Linked DNA regions of Mus musculus: region 1 is linked to region 2. Evidence: chromatin contacts called from public Hi-C data. All regions are on one chromosome and are shown on one strand. The core of a region is the stretch at or near the end of the contact, and the rest is flanking DNA. Distances in the headings are between cores, read along the strand shown. Region 1 overlaps Rps6ka2 (ribosomal protein S6 kinase, polypeptide 2). Region 2 has its middle 25 kb from the start of Rps6ka2.

Region 1 (4,202 bases), core at 1,259-3,758, 74 kb before region 2:
GCATGGCGGTGTCCCACGTGCAGTGGGGGCAGCTGTGCCCTTATCTGGGGGCCAAGATGTTTACAGGAGAAAGAGAGCTGAGGTGGGCTTGGTATCAATCTTGGAAACTAAGGTGACCCAGCAGCCAGAGAGGGGGTTCAGCAGTCAAGAACGACTGACTGTTCTGTCTCTAGAGGGCCAGAGCTCAGTTCCCATCACCCACATCAGGCGGCTCATAACCACCCATGACTCCGGCTCCAGGAGATCCTACACACTCTTCTGTCCTCTGAGAGCACTTCCACCCACACTCACTGCATACATATACTCATGATGATTGATGATGGTGATGGTGATGGTGATGATAACGTAAAATCAAGGCTCAGTGTCAATCACAGACCTCTGAATGAAGTGTAACACACTTATCTCACTTTCCTGGCCTGAGATAAGGACCTTAGAGTCTGTTTTTTCCTTTCCAGCACAGCAGGGTAGCCACTTCTGCAAGTGTTTGCTGGGTGCACACTCTGCCTATGAAACCCTGGCAGGAGGTCTCCTGGGACATGGCTCCTGAGTGGCAGGCAACGAGAGGACTCTGGACTCTGTCTCTCCATCTCCATCCTTGGCTGTGTGTTCAGCTCCTGATAGAAGTGGACCTTCTTTGTGAAGAAGAAACTGTCAGAATGGGTGTGACGCTGCTGCCCTGCGGTCCACGGTGTTCACTAGCCCAGTGACTGTCAACAGCAGAACCCAGACCAAAGAAGCCACAGGCACCTTCAGAATTCAGTTTCTGAAACTGAAGAAAACTTTTGGGCAGAAACCTCATGGAAAGGAATCTAGTAAATTACTTTCTCGGTCCTTCCCTTCCTTTCTCCCGCGCTCCCTCCCTGTCTCCACTGCCTCCTCTTTCTTCTCCTTTTGTTGTAGTCTACTTAGCTATTTCACATTTTTTAAAAGATTATGACATATTGAGGGAAAAGAAAAATAAATGGATTTAGCTCCAAGCTTTCCAATGCAGCCTCCCCCCACCCCCCCCACATGTGCTATTGTCTATCCTTGCTTGGTCTGTCAGAGCTGGGAACCTGGCACAGAAGGAAGACTCACGTAGAACAAAGGAATTTACTGAAGCCCGCACAAACCAACAATTACAGGCTTCCAGTGACAGGCGCAAATGAAGGCTGTCAAGAGAGGGGACAAACTGACGCTGCATCCCTGGAGCTGCATCCCTGGGAGACTCACAACACAGTTAACTCCTGAGATCACATTTGCACTTCTCTAGGAACACCGTGCACCAAGAACTCAATGATCTGCAGCCAGGCCTACAGCAACCCTCTCTGTGACATCCTACAGGTGTGCTCCATTCCTAAGCTCCTAGTTCCCTGCATCCTGTGTCCTGGTTTGGAAGAAGCAGGCTAGCCTAGCAACACTCCCAGAAGCCACTGGGCTTCCCACCATGCATCTCAATGTCCATAGGTTCCGCCACAGGACGAGACGTGTGTTGCGCCAACTGTATATTCTCTGTTGTATCACTGTCTACCCAGCATCTACTCTGTAAGCACCTACAAGGGGTTCCTTGTGGGACAGTTTAAATGTTGGTCTCTGTAGAACACCCAGCTCAAGTCAGCATCCAGTGTTTGGTGTGCACACGACCTCACCACCCTTACGCCCTTCCTCTCTGTAGAATGAGAAGAGTTGAGAACTTTCTCTAACCCTGAAGCTATCATGTAATACATATTATATAATGTAATACATATAATATAATATAATATAATGTAATACATACATTTCTGAGTTTGAGGAAACTATATTGGAACAACCCCAAAAAGCCATCATCGCTTGAGGTCCGGCAAAATACTCAGTCACGTGTATCCAGATACAGATACACATGCCACAGAGAGATCACGCACCCTGTCCACCCCACGTGAGACACTGGGGATGGTCCACCGCTGGTCCTAAGATGCCAAAACATCATTTTTTTTTATCCTAGATAAAGCAGATTGCAGCTCATCCAGGGAGGGCGCCCATCTGGATTATCAGGTGAGAAGTCTGCTGACGTTTCCTGAACGCAAGGAACAGCAGGTCGGATTTTGGAGGCATACAGCAACAGTGCAGGAACCCTCAAAATCCTGACCCCTGAGCAGAGGCCTAACGTTGTCAGCAGTGATCTGGTGCCCAGGGCTCTACTAGCATGGACTCAATGGCTTCAGGGCCTTACTACAGCAACAGACATTAAAATAACTGCCTGTTAAACTCTTCCACATTGGACTGCTTGTGTGCTGTGGAGCCATCACCAAGCTCCTTGATCACTTACTAGTGGATACTTGTTTGGTTTGGCCTCTTAACACAAAGCAAGAAAAGTGGCTAGTTTAAGAGGAATGGCCAGCCTTGGCATGATCATGAGTGGCTGTTGGGACAGACCAGGAAGGAGCCTCAGAGCTAGGCCAGCTACAAGCGTGCTTCCAGTCAGAATGGTGACTCTCCCTCTCTGCTTTGCTCCAGACTTGGAGTGGCAGCTATCTATCTGCTACCGGTTGTCACGGTCTTCCTGTCACCAGACCTCTGGCTTACGCACGGCTAGAAGGCCCAGCACCTGAGCCGAGCCCTGCACGACTGTAAATGAACTTTGGCAAAAAGCCAAGGCACTTAAAAGAGAGAAGCAGCCTACCAGCAGCTGCTTCTGGAAGCTTCTGAATTGCCCTCTGTCTCGGAATGACAGCCTAGGGACAGTAGTGCAAATCCCTGCTGAGATCTGTGTAGGTATTCTTGGATCTTCCCCAGAACTCAGCCCCACTGCAACACACAGGGCTGGGCAGTCTTCTCACGGCTAACTGGGCTTCTTATCTCAGGATGTCTCCTCGGAAGACTATTCGAAACAGTGGCTGGCTGAGGGTGGGGTTAGGTTTATGGAACATTCTAGCACATCTCTAGGATTTGCTACTTATGGAGACAACCGATACAGCTCATGGGTTCAGTCTTCAGCCACTTCTTCCCAGAGCAACATGTTTTTCTTACTATATTTCCAGCTCTTAGAATAATGGTTACGCAGAAAAATTGCTGCCATGTCTTTCATATCAGGTTTTCACTAGATTGAGTACATTTTAACCTCATTTCAAGCCTTATGACTACCGTGCCTGGGGCCCCTGGGCAGCTTCTGAGAGTGGAGTGTGACAGTGGGCCTGCCCATAACCCACAGACTGGATGTGAAGAATGCTCAGTGAGCAAGGAGCTGCTGGCTGCAGAAAACCTCACAGTTCTGTTCCCTTTCCGCTCTCTCTAACTGTGGCTACGTATCCTGACTGGGGCAGGCTCCCAGCACACGTGACAACTGGAACCGCCAGCACATGCCTCAGCACGCCTCGGCTCCCCCAGATGCACGGTGTGATTTGCATGAGGAAAGATGTCCCCTCTCCTGGTCCTGCCTCCCGCATCCAAGGAGAAAAGACCTGTCCCTAAAAGAGACCAGAGAGTGGCTGTGTTCTGATGGTGTCCTTCCTTCTCACCCAGACCTGCCACTGTGATGAACTACAGAGAAATGGCCCCCAGTGGCTCATATATTTGGATGCTTGGTTATTACAGAGTGGTACTACTTGACAGAGATTAGGAGATGGGGCTTCGTTGGAGGAAGTGTATTACTGGGAGTGGGATACGGGATTTCAAATGCTCAAGCTAGGCCCAGTGTCTCTCTCCTTCCTGGTGTTTGTGGACCTGGAGGTGGAGCTCTTAGCTCCTTCAGCACCATGTCTGCCTGACTGCCACCGTGCTGACAATGGACTAAACCTCTGGATGTAAGCCAGCCACAATTAAATGCTGCCTTTGTAAGAGTTGCTGTGGTCGTGGTGTCTCTTCAGCAACAGGACAGTGACTGAGACACCCAGTGATCCCAAAGCAGAGCCACTTATGCCTTGCTTATACGTTGGGGTGTACTTTAAGAAGGCCATGCGAAAGCGGGAAAGCACCGCCAGACAAAGAAGCACATGGGGAGGGGGAGGGGCTGTCCTTAGGATGCCAAGAAGGGACTCTTTCCAGAGAGAAAACTCACTGTCAGCGATGAGGAGAAATGTTGGGGAGGGAAGAGAATTCCCGCATCTTTCTCTCCATACTCAGGTACTCGAATGCCCCTCACCTGGAGCTGGTCCACTAGGATGTGAGGGGAGCTGGTCTGTTAGGATGCGACGGGCACCTTACAAGATGTTCCCTCCTTCCAAGCTCAGTCAACAGAGTCACAGAGG
Region 2 (4,575 bases), core at 282-2,781:
GATCTCCATAGGAATTTCCAGGACAGCCAGGTCTACATAGTGGGGCCCTGTCTCACAAAACAAAAACAAACAAAAAATAATAATTAAAATAATTGCTCACCCCATTGCTCTTGATTCTGGCAGCCCACACAGTTTAACAGAGAAAGCGACCAGCCTGTCATGATTCCTCATCCAAAAGACCCAGGCAAACTAGCACAGCGGGTACAGCTCCTGGTCCATCAAACTTCGCTCGGCTCAGCCTTGTTTTAGCCAGGAGCGGTGAAGCACAGCTGGAAAAGACAGCATCCAAGCGCAGGACCCCAACCTCACACTCAAGCCTGGAGCCACAGCAGATGCCAGATGTGCCATCCTGTTCACTTCCGTGTGTGGTACAGGGACGATGGCTGAGTCGTCATGTGTCCGAAAGGATTTCCTTGTCTTTGTACAGGTGGAAGCCTTGTTTCCAAGAGCCCCAGAAAACCTAGGCAGGTAACACCTGCAGAAGCAGGCGTGGCACCTGCAGCCTCTTAGAAAGGCTGGGGGTTCTGCAGACAGTGGGGTGGGACGGTGGCCAGGCTCACTGGCTACAGGTGAGAGAGGGATGTGGCATCCCAGAAGCTGCGTGGGATTCTGAGCCAAGTCTGAAACCTTTTCTTCCCTTTCTATCAGCCATGTTGATAACTGATAACGGATGATAATACTAACTGCTCAGGCTTATGATGGGAAACCACATGGCCACGCCTGACCTTCGTAGGTTTTTCTGGAAAGTTCCACTGCGGTTAAAGAGGAAACTTGTTGGGTCCACTGATAGTTTGTCAGTCCATGTGTGTGAACAGTATTGCTGCTTTCTTGGCATTCCTCATGGGTTTGATCTAAATTCCCTTGTTCCCAGACAGTACTAAACATTGCAGCCCCATCTTGAGCCATTTCTGTTGGTCCCGTCCTCACTCTGAGACATAATTGGCAATAAAGGGAGTACCATTTCCCCTCCTAGTGAACCCACACACCAGGCAGCACAACGGAAGCTCAGCTGTGTTGTTTATGACAGGCTGACACTGGCTGGCGCTGGATACTCTCTGCTAGAACCACTGTGCCCTCTCCCGAGGTGAAGATGTTTCAGAACTGTTTCAGGAATCTGGGACTTGTGCCTGCTCCTGTGACAGCACCGAGGAGTCTGCACATGAACGTCTCTACAAACTCACTCTGAATTTTACAGTGCGCTTAGCTGGGTTCCTTTCAGTAGAGGTGGCAAAGCTACAGGTAGAGAATACTGAAGAACGTAGCAAAGAGTATTAGGTGGAATCACAGGGAACTGCAAAGCTTGCATTTAGAATTTCAATTGCATCTTGCATAGCAGGGACTGTGGAAATTGCAGGGGCTCTGCAGCCTGCAGTCTCTATCCCCACCCCTCGGAGAAGAACCTAAAGGCAGCCAGGGCACAGCCAACACGTCCTGCTTGAGAGACAAACGGAATAAACAGGAGATGGACTGGAGAGGACTTATGCCCCACCCACAGCTTTCCTGTCTCACTACTGTTCCTCCTTCTCTCTGAGAGGGCTGCTGTTCCCCTGCACAGTGCATACTTCATTCCAGATAGAAGACACCATGCAGAGTGCTAGGTGCAGTGGCTCACAGTATAATCCCAACACTAAGGAGGCAGAGGCAGGAGGATGACCATGAGTTAGAGGCCAGCCTGGGGTACACAGTGAATTCCAGCAAGCTGAGCCCTGTGCATCTAACCTCTACCCTGAAGCATTTTTGGTTTCATACCCTTGCAGCTGCTTCAGCCAGCAACAGCCAGTTTTAGCACCAACTGCAGCCAGGACTCGGCTCGGGTCGAGGGAAGGAAAAGCAACTCTCTCAGGAAATTGCTTTTGTTCATTGGTCCTCAGGAACGTGGAAACTCAATAGACCACCCTCTAATTGGATCTTCTCCCTTGCCTCAGGCCGGGTGCCTTCCAGGACACATCTGTCTGCCGGGCTTCAACTCACTCCCTGCCAGCATCACCATGCCCCCTCTGTCTACACGCTAATACCTGGCCGAGGGTCTGGTTCTTACTCTGCCTTCGGCCACTCCCCTGAGGCAGCATCCCCTCCCCTGGGCACAGCTCACTATCCTTCTGTCCCTCCACCTCCACCTGCCCTTCCCCCTTTCTTCTCCACACATCTAAAAGGATCTGCACTTGCATGCTCACTGCTGGCCCCATGGCACTTTGTATTCTCATCCTCCCTCTACCCTTCTGTGTTCATCTTCTTCCACACAGGATACAGATCACAGGAATAGTGGGGTCTGATGCCAGAAGAGGCTTTAGAGCATCTATCTATTCTTAGGCTCCTTTAAACGTCTCAGGCAGAGATAGGAGTGGCTATAAAATGTTCAGATTTCCAGTGTCTTGTGAATGTGTGCCCCAGGATAAAGCTGAGGGGTATTTACTTACAGGGGGTTACTGTTTCTCCATAGCTGGGATGAAAAACTCCATGGGAGAGCATTCCCTGAGCAAGCGAGGTCCTAGGTTCAATCTCAGTTTCACACAAAGGAGGGGAAAACACATAACCCACTACACTAACTACCTCTTGAGAGTGGTGGTGACTAGCTGGCTTACTTTGATCATAATTTGATTCACAGTTATACATTTGAATAACAAAATTGAAAAAAAATATTGTTCTTAAAACAGAGTGCTTGGCGCAAACTTTATATGCCCCAGTACAGGGGAACGCCAGGGTCAAAAAGGGGGAGTGGGTGGGTAGGGGAGTGGGGGGTGGGTGGGTATGGGGGACTTTTGGTATAGCATTGGAAATGTAAATGAGCTAAATACCTAATAAAAAATGGGGAAAAAAAACAGAGTGCTTGGTTATACAAGCCAAGTTTCAAGTTAAAACATGAAACCATATTGTAAAAATGACAGAGGCGTTTAAAAATTTTGGGACAAACTGATTCCTTTAAATATCTTTATCTTCCAATTGGGAAAATAAAAACTCAGAGGCCTGGGCATTTTGAGCCCATGTCAGGAGTAACCTCAGCCTCCTGGCCCATGGCCAGCTCCATCCGCTATCACAAAAGGACAGCAACTGCTGGTGAGTCTCCAGGCAGGGCCACTTTTGGGTGTACTATCATGGGTCCCTGTAAAGTCAGGCACATGGGCCCGGGGATTCCCTTCCTGTACATAATGCTCTGGTAGATGTTTGGTTCTTTAGGAAAAACACTGCATCAAAACATGTCAGAAGGATTCAGGAGTCCCAGGAGGTTCTTATCAGCACTAACCCAGACGTAAGAGTGGTGAGAATTCCCTATGACCACATTCCTCATGGCTTGGCTTACAGGATCAGCAACAAGTATACAACGCCTAGTCCTTGAGCTGGAATAATGCTGGTGTGCGTTCCTGTGTCCTGCTAACCTTGAGTCACTTGATGCTAAGATTTTATCTGCCACGTAGCATGAAGCAGCCCTGGCAGGCTCAGGAATCCAGCTTCTTCATGATGCACTCACTGGTGGGGTCTGCCCCGAGCCTGTGCCCTCACCAGAGCTACCCATTATGCACACTTCAGAGAAGGCTCCCCAGGCATCTCAGGCAGAAGGAGATACCACGTGACAAAGGCTTGATTTCGGGCTGAGGTAGTTCAGGATGAGAACCAGGGCCCACAGAATCACAGTGTTCCTTGGTGGGAGAGAGATTTGGGGAAAAAGGAGACTGAGTCAGGACTGGAAGAAGAAAGGAGAGACTGGAAGGAGACGGCAAACCGCTAGGGCTTCAGAGTGGGATGTGAGTAGGAGGCCAAGTGAGGAGAGTTAGGTAGTGCCCGGTACAGAATGAGGTCCATGGGACACAGAGCCACCAGCTAGTAAGGAATTCATCTACGGAACTTTAGCTCGGCAAAGGCCCTGGATTTCAGCCTGAATTCATCACTTCCCAGAGGTGCAGAGAGCTCGTTGGAGTTTACCATTATTAGAGTCAGCCAGTTACAACAAGTTCTTAATGGAGGCTCACTGTACATACCTACTGTGGGATTGGAACCGAAAAGGTGAGAGGAAAGGAACCAGAATGAACAGAGAGAATCCTGGAGTCAGAGAATCCCATGAGGAGTCTTCCAGGATGTATGTGTGCACACATGCTCATGTGTGTATGCATACTTATCCACCACACTTGCTCACGCATCTATACCTCATGAATGCTTGAGCCCATGTATAGACACTCCTAAGCCCCTAGGAGGTCACAGCCAGGAAGGGAATCTGGGATGCCGTCTAATGAAGGTAGTACAGACACCAGATTCAGAAGCAACATCTGCAAGACAGAGCTTGAAGATAAGCAAAGACGGTAGGACTCGCTGTGGGAAACGAGGACTGAGTCACAGAGACCACGAACCACAGCATCTGGGGGACCAACCCCAGATCTCAATACTCTGGACAATGCACTTTGCTCCAGGACCAGGTCAGGATGCAGGCAAGGAAGGCAGCCATCCCAATGGCTAGCCAGCCTTAGACCTGTGGCACTCTGAACCTGGGGCCAGCAATCCCCACGCAGGGACCTCTGCTTCTGTTCCCAGTTCCTGTGGCTCCCGAGGAAAGGCTTAACAGGACTGGGCATCCGTCTACTTCTG

The links. Hi-C and Micro-C count contacts between places; a contact is called where the count stands out from the background.
Region 1: a Hi-C map of the N1E-115 cell line shows a contact between it and region 2, with 2.1 times the contacts expected there. The contact joins two enhancer-like sites. A contact is called at or near these places in 3 of 484 Hi-C or Micro-C datasets (the N1E-115 cell line, embryonic stem cells and nephron progenitors), 1 of 115 datasets of contacts at active chromatin or transcription factors (embryonic stem cells) and 1 of 9 other capture datasets (adipose tissue).

What each region holds. Positions count from the first base shown.
Region 1 is chr17:7,217,692-7,221,893 of GRCm38.p6, reverse strand. The region is part of intron 1 of Rps6ka2 (ribosomal protein S6 kinase, polypeptide 2); the gene reads right to left. Among named protein-coding and RNA genes, the nearest start is that of Rps6ka2, 50 kb to the right of the region's middle. Within about 2 kb of position 2,508, at least 47 of the 459 cell types and tissues checked have an H3K27ac peak or open chromatin away from gene starts, as enhancers often do. A contact at or near this core is called in the N1E-115 cell line, where this site is marked.
Region 2 is chr17:7,142,782-7,147,356 of GRCm38.p6, reverse strand. It overlaps a transcript of Rps6ka2 not described here. Among named protein-coding and RNA genes, the nearest start is that of Rps6ka2, 25 kb to the left of the region's middle. Within about 2 kb of position 1,531, at least 10 of the 459 cell types and tissues checked have an H3K27ac peak or open chromatin away from gene starts, as enhancers often do. A contact at or near this core is called in the N1E-115 cell line, where this site is marked.